2 separate regions of the Anas platyrhynchos genome follow, and region 1 is linked to region 2. Evidence: chromatin contacts called from public Hi-C data. All regions are on one chromosome and are shown on one strand. Each heading gives the region's core, a stretch centred on a gene start, on an enhancer-like site or on the middle of the called end of the contact. The rest is flanking DNA. Distances are from core to core; before and after follow the strand shown. Region 1 has its middle 45 kb from the start of TMEM168. Region 2 has its middle 130 kb from the start of PPP1R3A.

Region 1 (3,098 bases), core at 396-2,895, 390 kb before region 2:
ATATATTTTGAATCATTATTTTTTGCCTTTTTAAAATGTAATTTCTTCCTTCCTTTGTTGAAAGTGGGTTCTCTAGTAACAGTGTTACTGTAGCTCTGATAGCCTAAGGGTATAAGTGAGCCAAGGTTTATAAGTCTAAGTAACATATTTTAATTACTTTATCAGTTGAAATTTTCCATAAAGAAATCAAGATTTCTCTGACACTCATCCAAGGCAAAATGAGAGATGCTGATGCAGGACTTGATTAATATATAATTAAAGGACGAAAATATAGTGACAATTAATAAAGTTTTATAGAAAAATGACATTATTAATTAATTGGAAGACAGATTCCTCCTCACCAATTCCATATTTTTGTATTTTACCGAATATATTATTTAATCGGTATTTACACCATGGATTAGCTTTCTCATTTTTCTTCAATTAAGCTCAATTTGAACCAGAAAAACCTTGAGTTTCTAACCAATGATGTGATCAGGGATCTTTAAGGCAACCTGGAAAGGACAGAACCTTTAGGAGCTCGCTGTGGCTTTTGTGGCCAGCTACAAACAGATTAGAGGTCAAGATTTTTTATATGTAAAAACTGTTTAAATGCATGTCTTACCGTGATAGTATGATTTTTTATTTTTATTTTTATTTTTTTTTTCCATTGAGCTAAATGTGACTTCATTAATTGGCATTAGACAATTTGATTCCTCTACCTAACTTCACGTTTGAGAAACCTGTTGTGAATTTAACCTTTCAGCATACATACTTGGTGTCTTTGCAAGCTATTTTTCAAAGTACTTGTTTGAAGGTTTGACTTCACTTTTTGGAAGTGTCATCAACTAACAGAAAGTCTTTTTTAACTCACTATAGAAAATGCCTCAGGGTTAGGTAATACTCCATGAAACTCCTCAACTATATTTTCAGTTAGATCCATTTGATTACATAGACTAAGAACAGAATAAGTTGACTTCTGTGAGGTATAATGCCAGTAGTTAGCTGAAGTAAGATGAAACATTTTCAGAGAACCCATTCATGGATTCTTGGCATGGATTATCTGGAGAAGATTTTTTTTTAAATACTGTGGAATTAAACTTCATTGTAGGATTATAACTAATTACAGTTTACTGTTCAATCCTGCCATTACCAAAAAAATAAAACAGGTTTCCTCTAGTAGTATGTATCAGTTTTACTCCTGGACTGAGATTATTTTATGCTTAGTCACATTTCAGTTTGAAATGCAGTTTAACAAGCTTATTTCTTTCCACATTTGAGAAGGTTACTTCCAACGTGTTCAGAAGTTTGCAAAAATAAGTCTGAATTTTGTGGCCTAGTAGAAATAACTACAACTGAAGCGACATGGAAAATCAAAAGTTCATCTGAAGTCTCTCAGTACATTGCAGAGTTGGAATTGGAAGCATGTGTCCCTGTATCGAGAGACCAGGTTTCCTGACTTAAGCTAAAGTTATTTATCACATAGTTCAAGAAGGATCGTTGTCCTTAGTGGAACCTTGTGCTTTGCCTTTGTTGAGTTCAGCAGTAATCTGTCTGTCTGATATAGTTGCTTACAAAAACTTTGCATCCATGTAAAACTTCAGACAGTTGCACTTTTCAGAGTAGTTAACAGTAGACTTAAAATGAAAAAGTAGCATTGCATAGTGAGCATTGCACTCATACAGGTCACCCTTGCTAAAGATTAATCTGAACTATGTCACAGCTCTTGGTGTCAAGGCTATCAGTGTGTCAGTGCCAATATTTATTAATTCCTGAGGAAGCCAAAACCACTTCAGTGAAAATTTATCACCATTGCAAGTTTCCCTCTGTACAGTATTTTTTTCACTAACATACCAAAAAAAGATTGTTTGTCTCAAATCACTTTGAAGTATTTCACAACAGCCTTTGTGTGATGAATTTTCAAAATAATATTGTACTACACGGCTTGCAAACTTTTATCATAAATATAATAGAATGAAAGAATGCATAAAGTCTCTTTTGCATTATTTTTATTTGATCTGCATTTAAGACATTGATGCATAAATTATATTTCTTTATTGTGATTCAGTACAAGCTATTTAATTAAAGAACCAATTAAAATGATTCTATTTTTAAAATATTCTCTTATTCTAGGTTAACTACTTTTTCCTTCTCTGTATATATACATGTATATATATATATATATATATTTTTTTTTTTTTTTTCAAGCAATACCCCCTATTTTTATTTGGGAAATATTTTTGTTCAGAGACTTGGAATCCGTTCCTTCCCTTGATTTTTGTAGGGCTGGAAATCTTCCATTATAATTTTGCTTATAAAATATGCAACTCTAATAATTTAATTGGTGCTTCTTTTATCTTCCCCATGGCAATGATTGTTCTGTAGACAACAGAGGCCACATCTAGCTGCTACTGAAACCAGACTCTTTCTCTTGTAATCTCAATGGAGAGTGAAGCAGGTTTCATGAAAATGGATGATAGCTTGTAGATCAAACAAAGGTATCCCCGTGTTGCTGTGTGATGAAGATGCATCTCAACACCCTTCTGTTCTGTCCATTTCTTGAGAGAGCACTGCTCTTATATATTATAAGCCAGTACTGCAGCCTCAGCCTGCAGATCCTACTACTAATTAAGTAGTAGGTACTACTTCTAATTAAGCACTTCTAATCAAAACTGATAATTTCTGTTAAATGAATATTTCTCTTAAATGAGGCATACTAATATTTCAAGAAGTTTGTGTTGCCATTACAAAGCCTATACATCTGGAGTTCTTTTCTATCTGAAATTTATTTCAAAGCATTTTTCCACTCAGAAAATGAAGCTGTCCTGTTTCATGTCCTGATTCCAAACTGAGTTGAATGCCCCAGCTTTCAGCAGCTCTTAGGTCTTGTTCCTGGAATAGGAAGATTTCTGTCACCTGAAGATTATTTATCGGTATGACTGAAGGCAGTGTGACTGTAACTTCCGAGAGCTTCTGCTGAGGACTTGCTGTGTAGTATTTACAAGATATTTAGCATCTTAATTCATAGGTGTATCAACATTTGAGACCCAAAAATGAGACAACTAGCTGAGAGAAAAGACTATTTGGGATGCCACTGAGCTGCAAGCAGTTAGCATCCT
Region 2 (3,050 bases), core at 367-2,866:
AAATAAACACACATTCCTTTCCTTTGTCTTTGTAAAATATATTGTGAAACAAATAGAAATAAATAATTTTAAAAAAGAGTAGATTAATTCTCAGTTAAAGATTCTGGAAAACCTGGGTCCGTGAATACTGCTTTCATGATCTTGAAGAGCTTCCATAATTTCTGCTTAGCTGATTCTCCAGGATGGGAAAAGATTAAAGCAGCACAAATTCGCATCACTAGAGAACTTGCTGAGAAATTCCTTGAAAAGGCATTTCATGAAATGCATCTGTAGTTCCTGAACTGAACCCAGGATCCCTACAGAAAACTGTGATAGCCCTGCGATACCAAGTTTCATTCCTGCTTGTTCTCTCTTCTGCTACTCTGTTACCAACCAAATTTAAATATTATCTGATGATTCAATACTCTCCTGGGTGAAGTGGGATTGAGGAAGCAAGTAAATGAATCCTCATTAGCTGGTGGGTTCTGAAATGTGTAATTCATACAAGTGCTCTATAAAATAGAATTTTCCTAAAAAATTTTCCAGTGATACCTTGAGTGAGATGGTATTCCTCCATTAGGTGCCAGCAGAGTAAAGGGGGCTTTAGAATGAAGTTTTGTTCTTAAACACTTTGGTCCTACATTACTGTTCTCTAGAGATGCAAAGTTGTTTGTTGGTTATTTTATTATTATTATTTTTATTGGATATTATGCTGAGAGAGACAGAGAGTGAAATGACAGGGAGACTATAAATTAGCAGAACACCAAGAGGATTAAAATTGTGATAAACCTAAACTAGTGAAAAATCAACAGATGAATTGTTGCTTTTTACTTTATTTATTTGTTCTTAATTTTTCTCTGGAAATCATTTCCCATTATGGAAGATTAGTTGTAAAGTTTACAACATTTTTATCATTTTTATCAAGGAAGCCATCAGCAAAATTAAAGCAAAATTATAATAATTACAACCAGTACTCTCCAAAGATTTAAGACTTGAAATACACATCTGTAGATCATTAACATGTATACAGCAAATACATACTTTTCATTTACTTAGATTGATGCTTATATACAATATCTGTCATTATTTGGCAAATTAAGGAAGCAATTGCAGAACTACTGTGGCTGGTCCAAAGCTGTTGTTATAAAGAAAGACAATATGAGAAAGACACCATGAGAAATGAGAAACAAAATGCTGAAATGTGTTACAGTGCTGATGGTGGCCTAAGCATATTCCTGACTTCTACTGAAATAAGCTTTACAATTAAACATGGAAATTACTTTGTTACGCCTATGAATGTCCCTGAGGATCTCCTTTTTAACAAAACTTTGTACTCTGCCCAGGATAATAATATTTTAATTGATAGGAGAATGTTTTGCTCCCTTTCTTTTCAGAAGTGACTAACGCAAATATAGTGAAGAGTAGTACACACTTATTAAAGGAGAAGGCTGGATATGTCCTGCTATTCCCTGCCTTTTCCTTAGTCATACATTTATATTAAGTCAGTCAGTTTTAATTGAGTCAGTTTTATTATCCCTTTTTTCCAGATTTAAATTTTGTATGTAATGTCCATAATATTTCAGTGTTGTGGCCTCAGCTGTACTGCCTTTGAGTCACCCTAGATCATCTAGTAAGACTCCTGGTTGCACAAGGGGGAGTTAGGCCAATGGTTTTCTAGTATGAATTGCTTAATCCTGGCAGGATACTTGGAGAAAATAACCCTTTTGAGCAGGAACATGAATCCTGTACATGTATTTAGAGCCATACTCCAATGCCCTGCTGTATCCTCTAGGAAATTCTAATTGTGTTTAGCTGTCATCTTAAGTTCTTATGTGATTTAATGATATGGGATAAGAAGATTATTCTGATAGGATATTAAGGAGAAATATCAATTTGATTTAATCCCATGTTTCTGAATCAGCATCCTCAAATGACCTGTGCTGCTGAGCCACTGTACTTCCTAATGAGAACTAAGCTTTCTGCCATTGTTCCTGTACAACCTCCAACACCGGTCCAAGAGCTGTATTTCAACTTACTCAACCGTGGTCTGAGACAGGCAGGCAGATAAATGTACAAATACAAAAGCCTTTTTAAAGAAAGAAACAAAAATCACACTGAGAGATTAAAGATAAAAAAAAAAAAAAAGTGACAGTATACTGACTATCCAACTGCATGACCCGCAAGAAATCATAACTTAAGTTTTCATATTGGGAACCAGAAAGTACATGCTTTCTTAGGGGTCAATTATGTTCTCTCCAAATGGCTCCATGCATTACAAAATGTTGCTAAATTACTATTTAGCTGCTGCTCCCCATTTTATTCAACAGCCAGCCAGAAAATGAGTGCTTTTGCATCTTTGGAAAATGTACAAAACTAAAAAGAAAGCTAGTAGTAGAAGAACAAACTAGATCTCCTGCCTTCTGTTCTTGATCATCTAAATGACCTCAGATAGATTACCTTATTTTTGGCAAAAATATTTTTTCTCTCAAAAATGAAAACAACTGTTTTCTTGACTTTATCTCATTTCATGTTAGTGTAGGACCCAATATAATTCATAATTTTATAAACAAGTTTAGTGGATCGGATTAATGTACAGGCCACTGCTTGGTTTGACAGCCATTTGTCCTCCTTACCCATTCCAGCTTTGTTAAAGGCAGTGAAATTTCTGTCAGATTATGCCTAGACTCTTCCAAATCTGCAGGTTAGAACATTACTTCCTACCAATTCATTGGACAACTGGCCATGAAGATAAAAGTAGCCTATCAGGCTCAGTTAATGAAGATCAATATGTGAGGTGATAGCAAGTTTAGATACAAGTTCAAACATACCCTTGACCATTCTTAGCTCTTATTCCAGTGTTTTCATGTTGTACAATAGTGCAGTATGAAAATGGATGTACAGCCTTGTCAAAACTAACCTTATGATGATTAAAATTTAAAGTTCAATGATTGGATTTTTTATTTTTTTTCCAGTGGAAAACCTGGCTCTCCAAATATATCGTAGCCATATAAACATCAAATAAGTAATGTAAATGGAAATACACTGTCGTGTTTCAGTGCTTTGAGAATCAC

Evidence for each region. Hi-C and Micro-C count contacts between places; a contact is called where the count stands out from the background.
Region 1: a Hi-C map of liver shows a contact between it and region 2, with 2.8 times the contacts expected there. The contact joins two enhancer-like sites. A contact is called at or near these places in 2 of 8 Hi-C or Micro-C datasets (liver and subcutaneous adipose tissue).

Annotation. Positions count from the first base shown.
Region 1 is chr1:28,508,943-28,512,040 of IASCAAS_PekinDuck_T2T, reverse strand. No RefSeq gene overlaps it. Among named protein-coding and RNA genes, the nearest start is that of TMEM168, 45 kb to the right of the region's middle. Within about 2 kb of position 1,645, at least 2 of the 8 cell types and tissues checked have an H3K27ac peak or open chromatin away from gene starts, as enhancers often do.
Region 2 is chr1:28,123,782-28,126,831 of IASCAAS_PekinDuck_T2T, reverse strand. No RefSeq gene overlaps it. Among named protein-coding and RNA genes, the nearest start is that of PPP1R3A, 130 kb to the right of the region's middle. Within about 2 kb of position 1,616, at least 1 of the 8 cell types and tissues checked has an H3K27ac peak or open chromatin away from gene starts, as enhancers often do.